4 separate regions of the Mus musculus genome follow, and all the other regions are linked to region 1. The links are chromatin contacts, called in public HiChIP or PLAC-seq and promoter capture Hi-C maps. All regions are on one chromosome and are shown on one strand. The core of a region is the stretch at or near the end of the contact, and the rest is flanking DNA. Distances in the headings are between cores, read along the strand shown.

The links. Promoter capture Hi-C pulls out the DNA fragments that hold promoters and counts their contacts. HiChIP or PLAC-seq counts read pairs in DNA pulled down with a chosen protein or histone mark.
Region 2: a contact with region 1 is called in an H3K4me3 HiChIP or PLAC-seq map of pro-B cells, with 7 times the contacts expected there. The contact joins the enhancer-like site here to the promoter of Phip in region 1. A contact is called at or near these places in 7 of 39 promoter capture datasets (the 3T3-L1 cell line, 3T3-L1-derived adipocytes, cranial neural crest and 3 more) and 6 of 115 datasets of contacts at active chromatin or transcription factors (acute myeloid leukemia, astrocytes, large pre-B cells and 3 more).
Region 3: a promoter capture Hi-C map of liver shows a contact between it and region 1, with 4 times the contacts expected there. The contact joins the enhancer-like site here to the promoter of Phip in region 1. A contact is called at or near these places in 4 of 39 promoter capture datasets (cranial neural crest, hippocampal neurons and liver) and 4 of 115 datasets of contacts at active chromatin or transcription factors (astrocytes, embryonic forebrain, embryonic limb bud and 1 more).
Region 4: a contact with region 1 is called in a promoter capture Hi-C map of liver, with 3 times the contacts expected there. The contact joins the promoter of Tent5a here to the promoter of Phip in region 1. A contact is called at or near these places in 2 of 39 promoter capture datasets (liver and pre-B cells), 1 of 484 Hi-C or Micro-C datasets (hematopoietic stem and progenitor cells), 1 of 115 datasets of contacts at active chromatin or transcription factors (astrocytes) and 1 of 9 other capture datasets (liver).

What each region holds. Positions count from the first base shown.
Region 1 is chr9:82,974,150-82,976,804 of GRCm38.p6, reverse strand. It overlaps Phip (pleckstrin homology domain interacting protein), which reads left to right and starts at 1,316. Exons shown (of 40, transcript NM_001081216.1): 1 at 1,316-1,553; 2 at 1,659-1,717; 3 at 1,849-1,878; 4 at 2,072-2,131. The coding sequence starts at 1,514.
Region 2 is chr9:80,079,869-80,082,523 of GRCm38.p6, reverse strand. All of the region lies in intron 1 of Senp6 (SUMO/sentrin specific peptidase 6), which reads right to left. Among named protein-coding and RNA genes, the nearest start is that of Senp6, 14 kb to the right of the region's middle. Within about 2 kb of position 1,358, at least 118 of the 459 cell types and tissues checked have an H3K27ac peak or open chromatin away from gene starts, as enhancers often do. A contact at or near this core is called in acute myeloid leukemia, memory CD8 T cells and pro-B cells, where this site is marked.
Region 3 is chr9:80,179,619-80,182,273 of GRCm38.p6, reverse strand. All of the region lies in intron 1 of Myo6 (myosin VI), which reads right to left. Among named protein-coding and RNA genes, the nearest start is that of Myo6, 16 kb to the right of the region's middle. Within about 2 kb of position 1,328, at least 8 of the 459 cell types and tissues checked have an H3K27ac peak or open chromatin away from gene starts, as enhancers often do. A contact at or near this core is called in liver, where this site is marked.
Region 4 is chr9:85,325,825-85,328,479 of GRCm38.p6, reverse strand. It overlaps Tent5a (terminal nucleotidyltransferase 5A), which reads left to right and starts at 1,330. Exons shown (of 3, transcript NM_001160379.1): 1 at 1,330-1,437; 2 at 1,675-2,221. The coding sequence starts at 1,712.

The DNA.
Region 1 (2,655 bases), core at 67-2,566:
TCGTTTTAAAAATAACAAGGCCCCTATCCTCATCAGCAAAACACAGATGAACGATGTATCATATAAAACCAGTAATTACATTAGGATTTACGAAAAGATTTTTGTTTCTGCTTTTCGCCAGTTTTTAAGAAGTCTTCCCGTGATTAACTGTAAACAGGAATGGTTTACACCGTAAATTAGAAGCCATTAATTAGCATGACGAAGTCAACTGCAAGATACACAGATAATTTAAATTATTTAATCACTAATCACCTTTGCTAAACTGTAATATACTCTTTCAATAACCTTCGGTAGGTTATCGACCGTGTCAGTAATTTACCTCCATATCAGTTAGAGATAAGTATTAGCTAGCGCCCTTTCCTTTCCTTCAGGTTTATATTAGCCCTTCTTGTAAACACTTTAAAAAGCTTTAAGGTTCTTCACTTCCAAATCCCTAATTAGCCATCACTAGCCTTTTTGTAATAAGTGGGGGAAAAGATGAGCTGAAGTACAAATCTGGAGTTCCTCTTGCCCGTTTATCAAAACAAAAACATTTTTTTTTTTTAAACGAACGCTTCAGGCGATGGTAGTAATAAAAGAAATATGCAGAGGTGGCTTCGGGGAATAACGGGTTTGCAGAACGCAAGTGGCTCAAAAAAAAAAAAAAAAAAAAAAAAGCCCGAACCTCTATTGCAACCCACGGCACTCCAATAAATTACACAACACTTGCCCAGGCTGCAGAAATATCGCAGGACAAGACTTACACGGATGCCAATCCGCAGCATTTATACACATGCACATGGCAAGACTGAAAGCAAACACTAGCGTTCAAGTCGGGCAGGGCAGCGCGATCCCGACTTGGCCCAGCTTGAGAGTGCTCGCTGAGAGTCTCTGTGCGTGCGTGAGAGTGAGCCCAGTCCTCCCGGCATTTCCCCTCTTTGAGCAGTTTTGCTTCATTTGTTTCCTATTTCTGCTACATAGAAACTAACTTCCATCTCAACCCAGCCAGCGCCGCTGAATAGAGCCTGTGCTGCGGCTCCGTGTGCGTCAGATCCCTCCGCGCAGCCGTGCCGGCCCCCTCCTCCCCTCCCTCCCTTTCTCCCTCCCGCCCGCGGCCTCTTTAGAGAAAGCGCCCGCCAGGCAGCCCGCCGCTTCGGCTCCGACATCTCCTCGCGCTGGAAATAAATAAATAAGTGGCGGCCCAGGGCGCGCGGAGCGACGACCGCGCGGGCGCGGGCCTAGGCCGAGGCACTCCTTTTCCCGCGGGGGGCGGGGGCGGCGAGTGCGGGGCCGCGAAGGCGCGGACTCCTTTCTGCGGCGGAGGGATCCCGGCGGAGGCGGCCGCAGCCGGGGCCGCTGCCTGAGAGTTGTTGTTTCCTCCTCCTCCTCCGCCTCCGCCGCCGTTGCTTGAATGGTGGAGCCGAGGCTCGGCTCGTGAGCACACACTGACAGCTACAGGGCAGGCGGCGGCACCGTCCCCGCGTCCCCTCGGCGGCGGGGTGTCCCGCCGGCGGCCCCGAAGTGACCCGCAAACATGTCTCGTGAGAGGAAAGGCCTCTCGGAGCTGCGATCGGGTAAGTCGGGCGCTGCGGGGCCGCCGCGCCGGGCGGACTCGCCCGCGGGCCCCCGCCCCCCGCGGCCGCTCAGCCCGTGTCTCCCCGTCCTTCTCTCCCGCGCAGAGCTCTACTTCCTCATCGCCCGGTTCCTGGAAGATGGACCCTGTCAGCAGGCGGCTCAGGTAGGCGGCGCGCGGCGCGGGGACGGGCGGGCGCTCGCGGTGGCCGCCCGCGGGCGTGGGGGAGGGCGGCGGCGGCGGCGGGGCCGCGGCCCGGGGCGCGGGGGCTCAGCGTCCCCGCTTTGTTGTTGCAGGTGCTGATCCGCGAAGTGGCCGAGAAGGAGGTAAGGGCGCGGCGGCCCGGCGCCGTCCCGCCGCCGCACGGCCTCCCCCGGGCCGCTGCGCAAGCTCGGGCGTCCGGCGGGGCGCGGGACGCGGGGCGCGGGGGGTCCCCGGCGGGGCGCGGGGCGGACTGGGGAGGGGAGCGGCGTCGGTCCGGGCCGGGGGCCGCGCTCACCGGGCGTCCTGTCCCCGCAGCTGCTGCCCCGGCGCACCGACTGGACCGGGAAGGAGCACCCCAGGACCTACCAGAATCTGGTGAGACATTCCTAGCGCACTGCAAAGAAACTTTTCCCCGAGTCGAATAAAAATTGAATTTCCCGCAATTTTTTACAGAGACAAAAACTTGGCCCCAGAACGGGAAAAGCTGCAAAGGCCACGGGGAGGGTTGGGAGGCCGGAGCGGGGGCTGCGGGGGGCGGCAGCCGGGGGTGCGGGCGCCCCGGGGCCGCGGGGTCCGCGGACAATTTATTTGTGATATTTTGTTAATGTGCTAGAAATAAAGATACGTCATGAGTGTTGTGCAGTGCAAGGCCAGAGGAGGAGGGGCCGGCGCGCGTATCCGCGCGGGGGCGCGCGCGCGGCGGCGGCGGCAGCGGGAGCGGCGCAAGCCTGGAGAGCGCGCTCGCCAGCTCCTTGCTTGCTCTGCACGCGCGGCCGGCTCAGCTTTCTCCAGCTCCACACAATAGCTGGTGACTAACTGCTCCGAAGTGGCATTAGCATTTCACAAGAAGGCCTTTGAGCCGCGGAGGAACCTTGGCAAGATTTTTTAAAATTTTTTTT
Region 2 (2,655 bases), core at 109-2,608, 2.9 Mb after region 1:
TTTCCTTCAGTCTCTGCTCTATACTTTGTCTCTGTAACTCCTCCCATGGATATTTTGTTTCCCCTTCTAAGAAGGATTAAAGTAACCACACTTTGGTCTTCCTTCTTCTTGAGTTTCATGTGGTTTGTGGATTGTATCTTGAGTATTCAGTCAGTCAGTTTCTGTGTCTGTCTTTCTCTCCTCCATTATCTTCCTCCTTGTCAGTTTGTCAAAGAAAGGAATATGTGTAAGTTTAAATATGGAGTCAATACTGAAAGGTGACTGGTGGCTGCGAGTGCTCAAAGGAAACCTCTTGCTCGGCATGAGACAACAGGAAAGGCCCCGAGTACAAGATCTCAGCCACCAAAGTCTCACATTGTAAAATCTCAAAACTTACCCTATAGCCTGAACTCAGAGCACAGCTCAAAGGAGGCCTACCACCTAGGGAAGTGTTTCGCTAGAGTCAGCCTGGAAAGCATACAGAGGCTGACATAACTGTGGTCCAAAGGGGCAAGAGGCCATCTGAAGCTGGCAACAGAACTTGACATTGTCCATGTTCTGTTCACCCAGTAGTTTTTCAGGCATGCTTTCAAAGATTCAAGATTGAGTGGGTCATGGAGTCTACGTCCATGGTTCCAGAGAGCCACAAAACCCACACAATGTGAGGGAGTATCAGAGACCTGGCCCCTGGGGGAAGCTGTGAAAGTGATGCCTAGGTTGCAGTGGAGACCAAAGAATATTGCAGATGTCAGGACCATCAACATCCACCAACCAAAAGCTGTGGGTAAGGAACAGAGCTGGCTACAGAGGGGTTATGTCTGCTGTGTGCAGGAGATAGGTAGAGATGGGGCTATTTAGAAGCCAGCTGATACTACCACTAGTTATAGAAGCAGGACATGGAACTGCAGGATTTGGAGTTTACCCTGCTAGATTTCAGTCTTGCTCTAATCTGACTTTTCCTTGGTATACACCCACATCTCCATTTTGGAATAGAAATGTTTATTCTGTGCCATTCTATGTTGGAAGTATGTAACTTAAAATAAAAACTATATGGGGGGGGGTTCACAGATACAGGGTTTGTTACCTGAATATCAGAAGAGACTTAGTATATACTATTGTATGGTATCGGGAACTGTTAATGACTATGTGGGCATTGCACTGTACATCACGAGAGCTATAAGCCTATGGAAGCCTGGGGTAAACTTTTATGATCTGAATGAAAACGTCCCCCATAGGTTCATATGTTTGAATACTTGATTCCTAGCTCTTTGGCACTGTTTGGAAAGGCTAAAGAATCATTAGGAGGCAGCATACTGCTGGAGGAAGTAGGTCACTGGGGCAGGTCTTGAGGTTACATAGCCAAGCCCCACTTCCTGCTCTCACTGCTTCCTGAACATGATGAAATCTCCCAGACTGTAAGACAAAATAAGCCCTTCTTTAAAGTGCTTCTCTCTATTCCCTTCCCTTTCCTTCCCTCCCCACTCTTCTCTCTTTCTTTGACAGGGTCTAGTTGTAGCCTATGCTACTTTACACTGCCTAGGTAGCTGTGAACCATCTTGATCTTTTTCTGACCATATCATCTCTACCTCTAGAGTGCTGGAATCACAGATATGCATCAATGTGTACAGCTTTTGTGGTGCTAAGGATGTAACACAATGCTTGCTGCATGCTAAGCAGAATCTTAAAATCCTCAAAAGTCCCTGAGTATTTACATGTCAACATACAGCTATAAATAACACTGATAATTATCAGTAGAACAATATAGCCACTGTACTCCAGTGAAATTATGGTTAAAAAGGTTAAGGAAAGATTTCCATTAATTAACAAAATTATTTAAGAAATTAAACAGTTTCTTCCAGTAGTGGGAATCAAACCTATGCCTTATGCATGCTTGGCAAGTATTCTACCACTAAGCTATTCCTCCAGCTCAATACATACATTTTCTTCGTCTATATTCTCCACCAAAATGACAATGTTGTAAGGACAAGATAATAGTGGATAAAAGATGCAACAAAAGTAGCAAAAGGGGACTGGAGAGATTGCTCAATGGGTAAAGAATATTTGCTATTTGCTGCTCTTCTAAAGGATTTGAATTTAGTTCCTAGCACCCACATCAGCTGGCTCATAACCACCAGTAACTTCAGGGGACCCAATATCCTCTTCTGTTATACACACACACTCTTAAAATTTTTAAAGAAGCAAAAGATAAAATCTTAATGATAGGTAGTGTGGAGGTTTGAATATGCTTGGCCCATGGGAAGTGACACTATTAGAAGGTGTAGCCTTGTTGAAAGAAGTCTATCATAGTGGGAGTGGGGTTTGATATCAAGCTTTGCTGGGGGCTGAAGAGAAAGTCTCCTCCTAGCTGCCTTCTGATCAAGATGCAGAACACTCAGCTCCTCCAACACCACATTTGCCTGGATGCTGCCATGCTTCCTCCCATGACGATAATGGACAAACCACTGAAACTGTTTAAGCAAGCACCAATTGAAAATTGTCCTTCAGAAGAGTTGCCTCGGTCATGGTGTCTCTGCACAGCAACGGAAACCCTAAGACAGGCAGGAAGTAATTTAGTTGAATCCGAAGGAGGGCAAAGGAGGTTTATGGGATAGTTTGGAGGGGGGAAATGATGTGATTATAATCTCAAAAAATAAAAAAATTATTAAAACTAATTGT
Region 3 (2,655 bases), core at 79-2,578, 2.8 Mb after region 1:
TATGTGTGTGTGTGTGTGTGTCTCTACACACACACACATACATAAATAAAAATAAATCTTTAAAAAGGAAGTTCTTTCTTAAAAACACTCAGTGAAAGGAGAGTAGTGGAATGCTTAGCCCTGGTGAGTCACTGAGTTAAATATCCAACATCAAAATAATTTTCACTTTTATGTATAGTCATATGCATCTCTCTTAAATGCCCAATTGCTGATGCTTGCTTTTACTAGGGTATACACTGGTGTTTTGTGAAATAAAGGTTATGCCTTAAACTTCCAATTATCTCAGTTTCCCGGTCTTTCACCTGATGACAGCAAGCTATTCACATCATCTAGATGGAGGTGGAAGAAAGTAGACATTGACCTTCTAGTTCTAGATAAGAGAGATCAAAAGCCTTTCCCATAAGGAATTGGACACTATCTACTTACAGTCCAGGAAGGAAGTCATAATAAAAAAATGTGTCTGAATTTACCTCTAAATTTTTTTCTAGTTTTGTTTTCTGAGATAAGATTCTGGACTCTGTAGCCCAGGCTGTTCTTGAACTCACAGCAATCCTCCTGCCTCAGCCTCCTAAGTACTGAGATTACAGTTACTTGCCTCAAAATATTTTAACTGCACAATTCTTATAGGAAACAAATGAACTCTGAGGTTGTGTGTGTATGTGTGTGTGTGTGTGTGTGTGTGTGTGTGTGTCTCCATCTGGACCGCCGGTCCTCATCAATCCACTCTAAGCTTGCAGCTCCTACCTCTTAGGAGGAACTGAAGTAAGCTCTGGGCAAGGTGTAGTTCCACTGACAAGGTGGACTACGCAGCTGGTCTTCACGAATTCTGAGCACAATGACAATCCAAGCCGTTAATGGTGTAGAGCAGGGATTCTGTTGAGGAGGCATCCTCAAGTCAGCAAAGTCAAACTGTAAATTCTCATAATACCATTAGCACTCAGGCTTCCTTCCCTGTGGTTCCCTCTGAAATAATGGTGTAGCAGGTGTGGTGGCTAAAACTCCTGGAGCTGTTGGCAAGGCAGTGGCCCCCACAGTGGTTGGCATGTAGAGACAAGAAAGCAAGCACGCTCCGTGTAAGAATGACCTCGGTGAAGCAGTGACAACTCGTGTTGTCATATCCTGACCTGTGTCTACTACTCTGTGGAGTGAACTGGGAAGGAAGCAGAGGCACATGTGCACTGAGGAAAGGCCTAGTGCGAATGTTTTGAGTGTCGAGCATCAGGAACTGCCCTTGATTTCAAGAAACACCATTGTGACTAGACAAAATTAAAGTGACCTACAATGCCCAGTCAACCTTGAGACCTGGCAGCCTCAGAACTCTTTCACCTCCCTGCCCTTTGTTCTGAGTAAAGCTTGTCGATGTATTTCCCGGCACTGGTGAAAGGCAGGTATCCCTGAAGGGGAACAACAATTGTTCATACAGCATAGCTTGAGAAAATCTACATCATGCAGTAGAACCTCCTGTTCCCAGATGATCATCCACAATGCAATCAGCCTATGGGAATAGAGTATATGGAGTCCAAACAGCCTGATGGGCAGCCCTGTTCTGTGTGAGCTAGCACTTGCTAGGTTTTGATGAAGGATCAAAAGGAAAAATTATCTGAAGAGGTAAGACCCTTCCCTTCCCTTCCCTTCCCTTCCCTTCCCTTCCCCTTTCCTCCCTTCTCTTCCCTTCCCTTCTTCTTTTCTTATATTATATTATAATATTCCCTTCCCCTTTTTTTTCCCTCCCCTCCTCCCCTCTCCTCTCCCCTTTCTCCCCTTCCTGCCACTCCCCTTCCCAGCAGTGTGCATACGCTGTAATGTACATTTACTGAAACAGCGTGCTGCAGCCAATGGGGAGTCTGAGTATGTGTGATACCTAGCTGGCCTCTCTTAAACTAGTAGAGAGACTCACTAAGGTTGAAAACAATGTCACCTCCTCCATGTCTTAGAAGTCATTTTCATAAATGCTATTTTCATCAATATACTCTATTACCCATAGTTCAGTACATTTAATAATTCTAAATTTTCTAAGCTTTAACTTCCAATACAGTGAATATTACAGATGCAATCTTTATGACAGTTTCAATAATTTATATGAGTGGAAAAGACTCCTAGGAAGAGTGTGAGTGATTGGAGACATATGTTGCATAATGATTATTGATGCCATAATATAATTATAATGTAAATGTAAACTCTTAAAGGATATTGGGGTGGGGTTCAAATACTGGGGATTTAACCATGGCCTTCCACACCCTAGGAAGGCACTGTACCACTAAGCTAATTCAAAAGGCTACTTTGAAAGAGTTAATTCAAGCAAATCCTAAAAGATGGATAAGACTGACTCATTCCAAACAAAGGATCAGTCTGGGTAAGAATGGAGAGATAACATGTCTGGGGAATAGGTCCATGACATAGGGCTAGACCACACACAGGCAGGGGTGTCACAGAGAAACAAAGAGGGTTTGGAACCTGTTCTAGCTCGCTTTCTGTTGCTGGAATGACATGACCCAAAGCAACTTGGGGAAGTCAGTGTGTTCATGTCAGCGTAGGATCAGAGACCACCAGGAGATTGAAGCAGAAACCACGGAGGGACGCTGCTTACTGAGCTACTCCCAGGCTCACCTTCAGCTGCCTTTCTTACAGTGCTCATCACATAATCAAGAATGATAC
Region 4 (2,655 bases), core at 81-2,580, 2.4 Mb before region 1:
TTCAGAGGCTGATTCTCTGAAGTTGTCTAGGGTCATGGGGGTAATGGCTGTTCATCTCAGGGCCTCTCCTCTCTACCCTGACTGCCTCGTTCGGCTCACAGCCTCTACCTGGATCAAGGACTGCAAAGCATTACTTTGAACGGAGGCAGCAGCGGGGCGGCGGAGGAAGTGGACAAGCGAAAGCAGGGAGCTTTCTAGCAAACAGTGCGGTGCCAGAGCGCAGAGATAACCTTTTCCAACCCTTAAGCACTCCACTGGCGACTGAAGCTGGAGGGGGAGAAACTTCTCGTCTTTTAAATTTGCCCTTAATGGCCGGTAAGAAGCCAGAGCCTACTTTGATCATTGACGTTTTATCCGCTTAAGAACTGAGAACCTTAGAGGCTGCGAGGAACGCGCTTCTCCCAAGTCTGAGCCGAAGGACCGCCACCCTGGCGGCCGCTTTTCGTGCACTGCTGGGGTTGCGCTCCGAGACCCCGCGGGTTGGCCGCGAGCCCGCGGAGCTGTGTGATAGGAGACGCGCGCCTGCCCAGCTCGCGGGCAGCAGCTGGACGCGCACTCAGGCTGGCTGGCTGGTACCGGACTCCCCACCCCACCCCCACCCCCCCACCAGCACTTCTCGAGGTTTCGAGAATCGAAACTCAGTTCTCAGCAAACCCTCCCCCTCCCTCACAGAGACTGACGTGCGTGACCAGTTGCCTCTGGAGACCACACTTGGCCCAGGGTCCAGAGTGGAATCGGCGGTCTAGCCACAAACGGACACTGTTGAGGGAACCTCCAGGAGACCCAGTTACGCGGCAATGACGCGCTCCACCCGGCCAGAAGGCTAGGCTTGGGAAGTTTCTATAGTTGCGTGATTTTTAACCCTGATCCGGTTTTGATGGCCATCTATCACATTTGAGGCAAAGTGTCTCCTCTTTAGGGGTGTGTGTGTGCGCGCGCGCGTGTGTGGACGTGCAGAAATGGATAAATCTACACGTAGGAGCCACAGGCATCTGTCTGTGCTCATAGCCAGGGGCTGCGCACCCTGGCCTAGCTCCAGCAGCTCTGAGCTCCGGCGACTGTCCACCCAGCGCTGGGGGCGGTGCTCTATGCAAATGAGAGGGTGTGGCGAGCGCTGCGCGCTGGGGCCCCGGAAGCGCGGAGAAGCCCGGTATAAAAAAAGTACTGAAGACATTTCCCCCCGCACAACTGCTAAAGCTCCAGAGACGCGAGTGTGCGCGGTGGCATCGGCGGCGTCGAGAGCCGCCACCTCCGAGACCACCGCAGCGGGGGCGCGGGCGGGGCGCGGGCAAGGGGCGGGAACGCTCAGGGCGCGGCGGGGGTCGGCGCGGAGAAGTCGCGGGCCGCTGCCGGGAGCGCACTCGCAGCTCCTGCGAAGTGTGTCCGCCTCGCGGTTCCTCGCTCGCCTGCGCTCCTAGAAGGGGCGGCCGCCTCCAGGTGACACAGACGGGACTCTCGCTTGTGCTTTCCAGATGCATCAGAGATACTTTTGGTGCGGGGCTGCTCTGCGGGGCGCGGCGCGCGGCTGGGCATTGGGGTCGGTGAGGGTTGGGGGAGGAGGGCTACTATGGGCGTCACGATCGGGGAGGGGAAGCCCAGGCCCCTCGGCGGGACCCCTGTCCCCTCACCCGCACACCTCTCTGCCGCTCCCCTAAATCCACTCTTTCCTCTTAGGACTGACCAAGGCCAAGTGGCTTTCGGAGGGCACTACATGGCCGAGGGCGAAGGGTACTTTGCCATGGCAGAGGACGAGCTGACCGGCGGCCCTTACATCCCCCTGGGTGGTGACTTCGGCGGCGGCGGCAGCAGCTTCGGCGACCGCTGCTCGGACTATTGCGAAAGCCCCACGGCGCACTGCAATGTGCTGAACTGGGAGCAAGTGCAGCGGTTGGACGGCATTCTGAGCGAGACCATCCCGATCCACGGGCGCGGCAACTTCCCCACGCTCGAGCTGCAGCCAAGCCTGATTGTGAAGGTGGTGAGGAGGCGCCTGGAAGAGAAGGGCATAGGTGTCCGCGACGTGCGCCTCAACGGCTCAGCCGCCAGTCACGTCCTGCACCAGGACAGTGGCCTAGGCTACAAGGACCTGGACCTCATCTTCTGCGCTGACCTGCGTGGGGAAGAGGAGTTTCAGACTGTGAAGGACGTCGTTCTGGATTGCCTGTTAGACTTCTTGCCCGAAGGGGTGAACAAGGAGAAGATCACACCGCTCACTCTCAAGGTAAAGCCACCTGATGGGCTTGGGCAGAGCAGGGGTGGGGAGAAAGCAAGCCCAGCTTGCCTTGACTGCCGTCAGTATGGCCATAGTGAGTTCGTTTATTTATTTTTTTATTATTTTTTTTTCACGAGCGCACTAATGCGCGTGAGTGGTGTGGAGTGTTTTAGTTTCCTGGGAGATCCAGCGCCACAACTCTGTGCTTCCTCCTCTGCGTTTCCTTCTCTTCCTTCTCTCTATGGTTTAACTCTTGACTTTCCTTGCTGGACTCTTGTCCAGAGTATAACGTGATTGGTGGAAGGATGGAATGATGTAAATAATTTTTTTGAGTCATCTTGTAATCTAGACTTTGGGAAAAATAGCAGCCTGAAGCAGAACTGAGTCAATGGTTTTTATTATATTGGAAAATGTGAATCGATCCATACTCCACTGACTTCGGC